Regions from separate parts of the Oryctolagus cuniculus genome. Here region 2 is linked to region 1. A link is a contact called in public Hi-C data. All regions are on one chromosome and are shown on one strand. The core of a region is the stretch at or near the end of the contact, and the rest is flanking DNA. Distances in the headings are between cores, read along the strand shown. Region 1 has its middle 43 kb from the start of DCP2. Region 2 holds the start of MCC (MCC regulator of WNT signaling pathway).

Evidence for each region. Hi-C and Micro-C count contacts between places; a contact is called where the count stands out from the background.
Region 2: a Hi-C map of embryonic fibroblasts shows a contact between it and region 1, with 3 times the contacts expected there. The contact joins the promoter of MCC here to the enhancer-like site in region 1. A contact is called at or near these places in 2 of 6 Hi-C or Micro-C datasets (ear pinna and embryonic fibroblasts).

What each region holds. Positions count from the first base shown.
Region 1 is chr6:3,900,710-3,903,231 of mOryCun1.1, reverse strand. No RefSeq gene overlaps it. Among named protein-coding and RNA genes, the nearest start is that of DCP2, 43 kb to the right of the region's middle. Within about 2 kb of position 1,256, at least 2 of the 8 cell types and tissues checked have an H3K27ac peak or open chromatin away from gene starts, as enhancers often do. A contact at or near this core is called in ear pinna, where this site is marked.
Region 2 is chr6:4,353,754-4,356,275 of mOryCun1.1, reverse strand. MCC (MCC regulator of WNT signaling pathway) reads left to right here and starts at 1,262. Exons shown (of 19, transcript XM_017337630.3): 1 at 1,262-1,405. The coding sequence starts at 1,269.

The DNA.
Region 1 (2,522 bases), core at 7-2,506:
CAAATAAATAAAATAAATCTTTAAAAAAAAAAAAAAAACTGCTCCCCAAAGCACGAGATCATAGCTTAAAAGTAAAAAAAAAAAGCAGTGATCTGCAGTGTGAGCTGTGAACGTCCAGAGCAAAGCTGGGGGGGGGGGGGGGACACAGGGAGCACACGCGTGCCCGCGACCACTGCTGCCACCCGCGGTGCCTCCTCAGGGTCACACGACCGTGTGTGAGAGGGATGCCCAGTGCACCAGCAGGGCTTGCTGCGACCAGGGCACTTGCTGACTCCATGGGCACTGGGTTCAGCCAGCCTGCTATCCCGACACCGAGCCCTCTCACACACTGAAGGGCCAGAACACTGCCCATGTCCCCTACACCCTCGCCCAGGTTTCCCCTTAGTTCCCAAGTCGCTGTGACAGCCACGCGCACAGTGCCCCAGGGTCAGATGACGTCAGGTCCTCCGGCGGGCAGAACCCACTCCCCGCGTGCCGGTTCTCACGGCCGCCCAAGTGCAGACAGCTCTGCTCTACATAGAGACAAGGGAATAGGGGAAAAGGACACAGTGGCTTCCAGTGGCCAGCCACCCCCGGAAACAGGTCTTCAGGCAGCACTCAACGGAGTGGCCAAAACCCAAACCCCAAACCCAACCCCAAGCATCGGCAGGGCCCGTCCCCAGAGGCAGCACCAGGTTCGCCGGCTCTGGCCTGCCGTGCTGGGTTACACTGCCCCGCGCTCCAGCTCCTACAACACAGCTTTCCGCTGTGAGCACGGCCGTTCCCCCCCAACCAGAGGACCCGGATGGATGCCTCCTGGACTGACACCGCCCCACGGAAGAGTCCATCCTAAACCTTTCTCAAGACCTCCGCTGTCTATCACAGAACATTCTTCACACTTCTCTGTAATGGATGCCTGTCTGGACACACCAGCTGGTGGAAGCCGGCTTTCAGGTCCACTGCCAGGCACCAGTTAGCTCCACTGCCCCGAGCAGACGTCACCCCAGGCAGTGCTGCGTGCACATCACGCCGCCGCCACCATGAAGTGACGCTCACGGCTGCCTGGCCGCGTGGCTCTGGGCGAGCTTCCCGGGAGAAAGCCGTGCCCTGCGGGCGCTGCACACGAAAACCGGACTCTCCACCCACTGCTGCTTTGTAAAGTGAGAAAAATTCCTTTACCTTCACCAGACCGCTGGGCAACCACACTGGAATCGGTTAGAGAACACCCAGTCCCTGGCCCACAGCCCCGGGGCTACGCAGTGAGGCACCGCCCCGTGTGCAGCCTGGCCTGGCCCAGCAGCACTGGCCCTCTCCCTCAGGCACAATCTGTCACAGTCCAGAGCAACCCTGAAGCCCAGGGACAGAGTCACACCACGGGGGGGGGAGGGACAGAGCCACACCACGGGGGGGGGGGGGGGACAGAGCCACACCACGGGGGGGGGGACAGAGCCACACCACGGGGGGGGGGACAGAGCCACACCACAGGGGGGGACAGAGCCACACCACAGGGAGGAGGACAGAGCCACACCACGGGGGGGGACAAAGCCACACCACGGGGGGGGGGGGACAGAGCCACACTACGGGGGGGGGGACAGAGCCACACCACGGGGGGGGGGGACAGAGCCACACCACGGGGGGGGGGACAGAGCCACACCACGGGGGGGGACAGAGCCACACCACGGGGGGGGGACAGAGCCACACCACGGGGGGGGACAGAGCCACACCACGGGGGGGGGGACAGAGCCACACCACGGGGGGGGGGACAGAGCCACACCACAGGGGGGGACAGAGCCACACCACAGGGAGGAGGACAGAGCCACACCACGGGGGGGGACAAAGCCACACCACGGGGGGGGGGGGACAGAGCCACACTACGGGGGGGGGGACAGAGCCACACCACGGGGGGGGGGACAGAGCCACACCATGGGGGGGGACAGAGCCACACCACGGGGGGGGGGGACAGAGCCACACCACGGGGGGGGGACAGAGCCACACCACAGGGGGGGACAGAGCCACACCACAGGGAGGAGGACAGAGCCACACCACAGGGGGGGACAAAGCCACACCACGGGGGGGGGGACACAGCCACACCACGGGGGGGGGGACAGAGCCAGACCACGGGGGGGGGGGACACAGCCACACCACGGGGGGGGGGCAGAGCCACACCACGGGGGGGGGCAGAGCCACACCACGGGGGGGGGGCAGAGCCACACCACAGGGGCCGACCGCACAGCTCTCAGGACACTGAGGAACTCAGGACAACGGGTTTCCTGGTTACCAGTGATCTGAATACAGCACAGGGGGCCCTGCCGCTCCTCGGTCTCCACCCTAACTGTGGCTGTGGTGGCCTCAGAGATAACCATGGAGGAAAACACCCAGAGCAGGCGGATCCACCAGGGCGAAAGCAAACAGCCAAGAGAGGGCACCATAGTAAGAAAATGAACTTGGCAAAAAGTCTATTTTTTTATAACTGGCTTTGCTGTCCCTCCTACTTAGAAGTGATGATTGGAGACCAACAAAGAAAGGGAAAGCAACAAGGTGAG
Region 2 (2,522 bases), core at 13-2,512, 450 kb before region 1:
GCAGAGAGCTGCATCAGAAGTGGAGCAGTCAGCCGACCCCACATTATCTTTAAATTCAGATTTTCAGTTCTCGCCCTCCTGTGAACAGGAGTATGTGTAGCACCCGTAGCAGCTCTGAGCTACTGGTGTCCGGGAGACTGACAAAGCTTTTCTGAGTTGATCATGTGTGCTGTCCCACTGTAAGGGCCCTGAAATACGGGGGGTGCCCATCCCACAAGAACTAGAGTAGGCACACATGCAGGGGTGCGGGTGCTGAGGAGGAGGGCGGTGGCCCCTTCCCTCTGACCTGGCTTCCTGCTGCTGCATTAAAAAACCTCATGGGGCCCGAGGCGCTCTGGCCTGGTGGTAAAGCCCCACCTATGACAGCCGCCATCCTCTGTGGTTGCTGGTTCGGATCCCGGCTGCTCCGCGTCTGCTCCAGCTCCCTGCTGATGCTCCCGGGGTGGGGGTGGGGGTGGGGGGTGGGGTATCAGCCGATGGTCCTGGCGTTTGCGCCCCTGCCACCCACGCGGGAGACCCGGAGCTCCCGGCTCAGGTCAGGGGGCGAGGGGCCCCTGAGGCCATCTGGGGGAGTGGACCAGCAGATGAAGGTCTCTAACTCTTTCAAGATAAATAAATAAATCTAAATGAACAAAACAAACGAAACCAGCCCAGAACCACCATCCTTGCAGCGGCTTGGTGGCTGAGGGCCGGCCGGGCTCAAACACCAGGGGCCGGGGGCTGGCTTCTCGCTCGCTCCGCCAGAGCGCACGCCTTCCAGAGCCTGGCGGTCAGCCGGCCGCAGGGATGAGTCGGCGGCCCCGCGCCAGCCTGCTCTGCCCGGGACGCTGCAGCGCGCGCGTTCGCCTCAGTTTTCTCTCCTGCAGGTTGGGGGCAACAGGCGCTGACCGCTGCCGGGCACCGGGTGGGCGCCGGCAATCTGCCCAACCCCGCTGGGCGCGCGCCCCTAGCACCTGCGGGACGGCACTGCGGTCGCGGACCCGGGGCGGGGGCCAGGAGCATCCTGCCCGGGACTCCGAGGAAGCCAGACCGTGGCCGAGAGGGTCGCGGGTGCGGGCATTCGCGGAGAGGGGCCGGCCGCCCCGCGTCCAGGGAGACGCGCGCGGGCCCGGAGTGGGCGCCCGTGCCAGGCGCGGCGCCGCACCGACCCCGCACGCCGCGGACAGAGCCGCCGGGGCCGGACCCCCGGAGAGGCGGAGCCCCCGGCGGCGGCGCGGCCACTGGGCATGCTCGGCCCGCAGGTTGGCGGCCGCCGCGCGGGGCCGCGCATGATGGCGGCGGCGGCGGGGAGCGCGGGCAGCGGCGGCAGCGGCGGCGGCAGCGACACGTCCAGCACCGGCGAGGAGGAGCGCGTGCGGCTCCTCTTCCAGACGTGCGACGGCGATGGCGACGGCTACATCAGCAGGTAGGGGCAGGGGCCGCCCCCCGCCCGTGCGCCCCAACTTCGCGCAAGTTGCCCCAGAGCGCGGGGCGGCACCGCGTGCGGCCGGGGGCTGCTCGGTGCGCTCGCGGCTGCAGGTTTCCTCCGCGCTGGCTTTGTTTCGGGGGACGTCCCGGGGCGCGCCCGCCTGCGCGGCGGGCGACGGCGTCGGTGGGAACTTCGCTGGGGCGGGCGTGCGGGTGCCGGGAGCCCCAGGCGGCCGCTCCGGGTGGAGGGCGACGCCGAGACCCCCGGCTCCGCTCGCCCCCCGCCACTTCCTCCTGCCCGAGTGCGCGTCCCTGTCCGGCGCACGGACTCCTAGGAGACCCCGGCCGCATTGGTCTGCTGGGGTGGACGAGGCCGCCCGAGCCCGGTGCAGCAGGTGCCCCTGAGGCGCCCGTGATCTCTGCCCCCAGTCCGGGGCTGCCTCCTGGTCTCCAGGTGATCGCCCGAACACTTCTGAAGACTGGAAAAAAAGTTTCCTGGGGACCCTTCTTAGCTGCAGTTGGTTATCTTTTGAAATTTCCTTGAGGGCCGGCGCCGCGGCTCACTAGGCTAATCCTCCGCCTAGCGGCGCCGGCACACCGGGTTCTAGTCCCGGTCGGGGCGCCGGATTCTGTCCCGGTTGCCCCTCTTCCAGGCCAGCCCTCTGCTGTGGCCAGGGAGTGCAGTGGAGGATGGCCCAGGTGCTTGTGCTTGGGCCCTGCACCCCATGGGAGACCAGGAAAAAGCTCCTGGCTCCTGCCATCGGATCAGCGCGGTGCGCCGGCCGCAGCGCGCCAGCCGCGGCGGCCATTGGAGGGTGAACCAACGGCAAAGGAAGACCTTTCTCTCTGTCTCTCTCTCTCACTGTCCACTCTGCCTGTCAAAAAAAAAAAAAAAAAAGAAATTTCCTTGAGAAACACGAGGGAGACATTAAAAAATTATGGAATAATTCTGCTCTGAAATGAAAATAGTGTGTAATTCTGATTGGTCCTACGCGGATTTTTATCTGGACGTCTTTTCCTATTTTGATTCTGGGATTTAAAAAAAAAATCCCTTGTGTGGTTTACTTCGTTGTTGTTTGCCTAGGTAAAGGCTGTGATCTCATTTAGTCCACAGC